Regions from separate parts of the Mus musculus genome. Here region 1 is linked to region 2. Evidence: chromatin contacts called from public HiChIP or PLAC-seq data. All regions are on one chromosome and are shown on one strand. Each heading gives the region's core, a stretch centred on a gene start, on an enhancer-like site or on the middle of the called end of the contact. The rest is flanking DNA. Distances are from core to core; before and after follow the strand shown. Region 1 holds the start of Nup205 (nucleoporin 205). Region 2 overlaps Cnot4 (CCR4-NOT transcription complex, subunit 4).

What was found. HiChIP or PLAC-seq counts read pairs in DNA pulled down with a chosen protein or histone mark.
Region 1: a contact with region 2 is called in an SMC1A HiChIP or PLAC-seq map of large pre-B cells, with 2.5 times the contacts expected there. The contact joins the promoter of Nup205 here to the enhancer-like site in region 2. A contact is called at or near these places in 6 of 39 promoter capture datasets (the C10 cell line, the HPC-7 cell line, hippocampal neurons and 3 more), 1 of 15 datasets of contacts at CTCF or cohesin (large pre-B cells), 4 of 484 Hi-C or Micro-C datasets (the 63-12 cell line, nephron progenitors, uterus and 1 more) and 2 of 9 other capture datasets (adipose tissue and liver).

Annotation. Positions count from the first base shown.
Region 1 is chr6:35,176,166-35,178,865 of GRCm38.p6, forward strand. It overlaps Nup205 (nucleoporin 205), which reads left to right and starts at 1,451. Exons shown (of 43, transcript NM_027513.1): 1 at 1,451-1,494. The coding sequence starts at 1,467.
Region 2 is chr6:35,075,524-35,078,223 of GRCm38.p6, forward strand. It overlaps Cnot4 (CCR4-NOT transcription complex, subunit 4), which reads right to left. Exons shown (of 12, transcript NM_001164413.1): 3 at 2,458-2,655. Among named protein-coding and RNA genes, the nearest start is that of Gm33046, 57 kb to the right of the region's middle. Within about 2 kb of position 1,253, at least 5 of the 459 cell types and tissues checked have an H3K27ac peak or open chromatin away from gene starts, as enhancers often do.

The DNA.
Region 1 (2,700 bases), core at 201-2,700, 100 kb after region 2:
CTCTCCAGAATAGCAGGGCTGCTGTAAGGGCAGTCTGGTCAGTCGCTAGTGAAAGAGGTGCTTGGCTTAGAACTCTCCATTGAAGGCTTCCAAATATAAGCGAAGAGCTTTCAAGCAGATCGCTACTGACATCAATCATTCACAGAAATCATTATATTTTACAGTAGACTTAATGAAAGCTTAAGACAGAATTAGTACTTCTAACGTATGTAGAAGTTACTTAGTAGGCTTTTTAGGTTCTTATCTCACTAGCCCGCTTCCATTCTATTCTGTAACGTGTTTTTCCTTTCTTTCTTCTTTTTGTTTTTTTGAGACAGGGTTTCTCTGTATAGCCCTGGCTGTCTTGGAACTCACTCTGTAGACCATGCTGGCCTAGAACTCAGAAAATCTGCCTGCCTCTGCCTCCCAAGTGCTGGGATTAAAGGCGTGGGCCACCACGCCCGGCTAGCAAATTTTAAATTTAACGAGTAAGTTTAGTAGTTTTGGTTGCTTAGGTAGAAAAAACATTTGGTGTTTGTGAAATTTATGTCGAATTTGACTCAACATGTTGGGGATGAGGAAGCAAATGGGTGACACTTTTGAAGTCAGGCAGGCAGTACTCAAATTTTGTCGCTGTCTGTAATTTTCTTTTTTTTTTCCAAAGATTTATTTATTTATTATATGTAAGTACACTGTAGTTGTCTTCAGACATCCCAGAAGAGGGCGTCAGATCTCATTACAAATGGTTGTCAGCCACCACATGGTTACTGGGATTTGAACTCAGGACCTTTGGAAGAGCACTCAGTGCTCTTAACCTCTGAACCATCTCTCCAGGCCCTGTCTGTAATTTTCGAAGCACAATGTGATTATGTCTACAGAATATACTTATTAAATAGAAATTCCTTAATCACTTACTCACTTCACTCTACTCTCTTAAGGTAAGGGGGATGGCTATTCAAATAAAATTTAACTTGAAATGAAGGTCATGAGAATTTTTTCTCTTTTTTTTTTTTTTTTTTTTTGAGACAGGGTATATAGCCTGTATAGCCCTGGTTGTCCTGGAACTCACTTTGTAGACCAGGCTGGCCTTGAACTTAGAAATCCGCCTGCCTCTGCCTCCCGAGTGATGGGATTAAAGGCGTGCGCCACCACGCCCAGCAAGAACTTTTTCAGTTTCACTGATTTCCCTTTTTTGAACACTAGTCAACTGCACGGCTCACTCGAAATAAAACTACGGGTCCCATGATGCATTGCACAGCTAGTCTCCGAACCGGCTGCCCTCGGCTTGTTTTAACGGTAATGGTCGCAGTTAGACTCGATGGCCCTAGGCCAGAGCAGGGCGGGGAGCCTTGTGCACACCCGCTCGAGCCTCGCATGGCGTTCTCGGAGGCCCTGGGGACGCCCTTGTGTTCAGGCGTCGACGCGGGCAGGCCCTCGGGCCCGGGGTCCTCCCCGCGGCAGGAGCGCTCTCTCAGTCCTCCTCCAAGATGGCGGCGCTGTTGGCGGTAAATTCGGGTGAGCGCGGCGGGCCCGCGAGGGACCCGCGGGGACCCACGGGGGGCGGGGCCGGCGAGTGGGGAGCGCTGGTGCAGTCGGGCCGTTGGCAGTGCGGGCGCGAGCGTGTGCGCAGGGCCCGCTCTCGCCGCGCTCCGGCCTGCAGCCCCGCGCCGCCTCCGTTTGAATGGCGCGCGGCGCGGCGACAGTTTGGCCCTCGAAACGGGCGTGTGAAGGGGAGGCGGAGCGGCGGGGTCCCGGGCAGCCAGGCGCGCGCCCCCGAAGCCGCTTCGTCCCCCCAATATCCTTCAGGTGTAGGCAGGCCATCTACCGCCGAGGTACGGCTCAAGTCCCGGGCTGTGGGACCCAGGCGAGGCTGGAAGGAAGCTGGTCTGGAAGGGGGCCGTGGGCCGGTCATGGGGCATGGGGGTGAGGAGGTCTTGCCAGCCGCGAGGCGGTGCCACGGGCTCAGCACGTGCCGCCCTGCACCGTTGTCACAGCCACGGCGGACGGTGACATCGCTGTGAAAAAGCTGGGGCTGGGGTCATCTTTGGTAATTGGAACCCCTCAGAGATGCTTGAAGAAGTGGATGGGTTTTGATTTGTCCTGGTTCCAGGAACACGGTGCCGGTCGTTAGTGGGGAGGACTTAGATGTCAAACATTTCGTACGAGGTCTGGCACTCCTGAACACGGCTTTAGACACTCGATTCATGAGTACAATTAAGAGGCAACATAGCAAACGTTTACGGACCATCTTTTTCAGCAGGACTGTTTTGTTTTTAAACTGTTTTTGGTACTGGTTCTTGCCAGTTTACCAGTATTTTTTGAAAATTACCTAAATCTGAGTTTTGTACATAAACCATCTCAGAAGTGGTATGGTAAATTGTTCTGTAGAAATGAAGTTTTCTGTTGTATTGACAACATATTGTCTGCTCACTGGAGCAAGTGTTAGTCTTGATTGTTGAATCCCTTTATACCTGGTGTATGTGTGTATTTCATTTATATATTTGGAGTAATGCAATTAAATATCTCAGATTTAATTTGGAAGCAAAGACTTCCAGTGATTACATAATTTCTCCAAAATTAAACAGTTAATGCCTTTTTTTTTCTTCCCCGCCCCCCCCCCCCCCCCAGGGTTTCTCTGTGAAGGCCTGACTGTCCTAGAACTCACTCTGTAGACCAGGCTGGCCTCAAACTCAGAAATTCACCTTCCTATGCCTCCCAAGT
Region 2 (2,700 bases), core at 3-2,502:
CACACACACACACACACACAGAGTAATAAAACATTTTCCTAAAGGCAGTATTGAATGGGACAAAGAGACAAGTTAGAGCAAAGTTTTAGCGTGTTCAAGGGAAGTGGTCACAGAAGAGGTGGGATTCTGTCTGCCTGAAGAAAGCAGAAAAATGGAAGCTTACAAACAAAAGGGAAGAAGTGACTGCTGAAGTGATATCGTGAGTCTAAAATGAACTCTTTCCTTAATATTTACTTTTCTGTTTAAAATTTTTTATTTTTGTTCCTTGTGACAGGATCTTACTTCTTTAGCTCAGGATGTCTTGGCACTCACTAAGTAGCCAAGTTAGACTCAAACCCATGCCCCTCCTGCTTTAATATCCTGAATGTCCAGATTACAGGTATGAGTACTTGACCAACCCCTTTGCAAAGAAGCGGGTCTCTTGACTGTGACATAAAACACAGCACATTCCCTGGACCTAGAATCCTAGGTGTGTGGTAACGGCAGAGAGCAGGAAAGAGGAGTGGATGTGTACCATGGAACGTGCGTGGAGGTCAGAGGACAGCTTGGCAGAGTTAATGCTCTCCTTCTACGACTCCATGGGCTCCAGGGACTGAGGCCAGGTCATAAGACTTCCACAGCAACCACTCTCACTCTTGGGGCATCATGCTGATCCAGATCCTAGTAATTACTGAGCTGCATCCAGTTCTAATGCTCATGAGGCTGTTCCAAGTAACAGCTCCCTAAGATTCTCTGTTGAGTCAGACGAATTTTAAAGCCTTAGTACAAACTCATCAATCAGTGAATATATAGTTTTCTAGTCTTTACAAAAAGAGACAGTAGGTTCAGTTATGGTTAGATATGAAGTTATCCCCCAGAAGATGATATATTGAAGGCCTGGCCTGCAGTAGATATGAAAACTATGACCTGGGAGGCAGTGCAAGCTATTTGAAGTGGGTCCCATGCAGATGAAGTGGGTCTCTGAGATGTACCTTTGAAAGGTATCTTGTTCCCAGCCTTACTTTGTCCCTCTTTCTGCCTTTTCGCCACATGAGATGAGTATCCCCCTCTGTCATACTCAGTTTCTGGCAGGATGACCTATCTAACCTTAGGCCCATAGCAATAGAGCTAGCTAACAATGGACTAAAACCTCAGACAGAAACTGTAAACAAAAATAACCCTTGTGTTAAGTGCACTCCACTACCCAGCCAGGTATGTGCCACAGTTAGTAAGAAGCTGCTGGAAATGGCCTAAGAGAGTGCAGAGAGTGCTCTACTATAGACAGAGCCAGTCCTTCACATCATGAGGAGCATGACCTCAAACTCACTTCCAGGACTCATCTTAAGACCTCAAATTCAGCGCTCTCCTACTGAAGCAAACATTCTAGCTGACACAAGCTTCAATTTTCTTTCCCAACAATCTTGTAAGTCTTTCAGTGGAATTAAAAATTAACAGATGAATGTTTAAAGCCTACAAGAAAACATGAGCTCAGAGTAACTTTGATTAGCCTAACTGAAGGAGGAAAGAGAAAGGTTAAGAGCCACTAATTAGGGACTGGACCACAAAGGACTTGGTCTCTCGTTACACTTAGTCAAATTCTCCTTCTTTCCCTAAATTTAGCTTAGAATGACAACAGTAAAGAATGATAACACAGAACAGCAGTTCTGAATGAACAAGAGTTACTACTTGGGGAGCACTGAGATCGCTCAGCTACTAAAGGCACTCACTCTTGGACCTGCTGACCTGAGTTTGACCCCAGAAGCCACACAGTGGAAGGAGAGAACTGAGTCCTGCAAACTCCTCTTCTGACCACACACACACACACACACACACACACACACACACACACACACACACCAACTTGGACAGCTGGTTAAGATTTCCTATTAGGGTCAAGTAACTTTGTCTTCAGTTAATTGGTCCACACAGCCACAGGAAAGGGATAAAGGGGGAACAAAACAAAACCAAAAACCAAAAAAGCCCAAACCTAGTCACAGCTCATATCAGCCTTAAGGGTGACAGGATCATTACCACGTCACAAGCTACCATCACTAAAAGGATTTTTAGGTCAAGCCCTTAGTTTCACGAGGAAACTGAAACACAGAAAGATTCAGACACGCCTAAGATCACAACTGGTCATTGGATTTTTCTTGTTGTTTTGAGACAGGGTTTCTTTGTGTAGCCCTGGATGCCCTGGAACTCGCTCTGTAGACCAGGCTGGCCTCGAACTCACAGAGATTTACCTGCCTCTGCCTTCCGAGTGCTGGGATTATGAGTGCACCACCACCACCTAGCTTTGTAAACTGGTTTATAAACATTATTAAAAAATATTATTATTATTATTATTCATACTTTCTCCAAAACTTTATTATTTTCAGAAGAGTCTTAGAATTTACCAGGGCCAACTATTATTCTCAGATAAGACGGGCAGACACAGTAAGACTATGGCACTGACAGGGAAAGCAGAAGAGGACTTACTTCTGGGTCTGCTAGGCGCTGTGACAGACCTACAACAAACACAAGGTTTTTTTGTACAACACGTACACTAGCCAAATGTTTTCTATTTTCTGAGATTTTCTGTTTTCTTTCATTTTGTTTCTGTTTTTTCTCATTCTTTATCCTTTGTAATTCTTCCTGGGAAAGTGGTTTGTAAACTGCTGGATCTTCTGGATATGGCTATAAATAAAACAAACAAGATAAAGTCAACATTAAATAAATAGA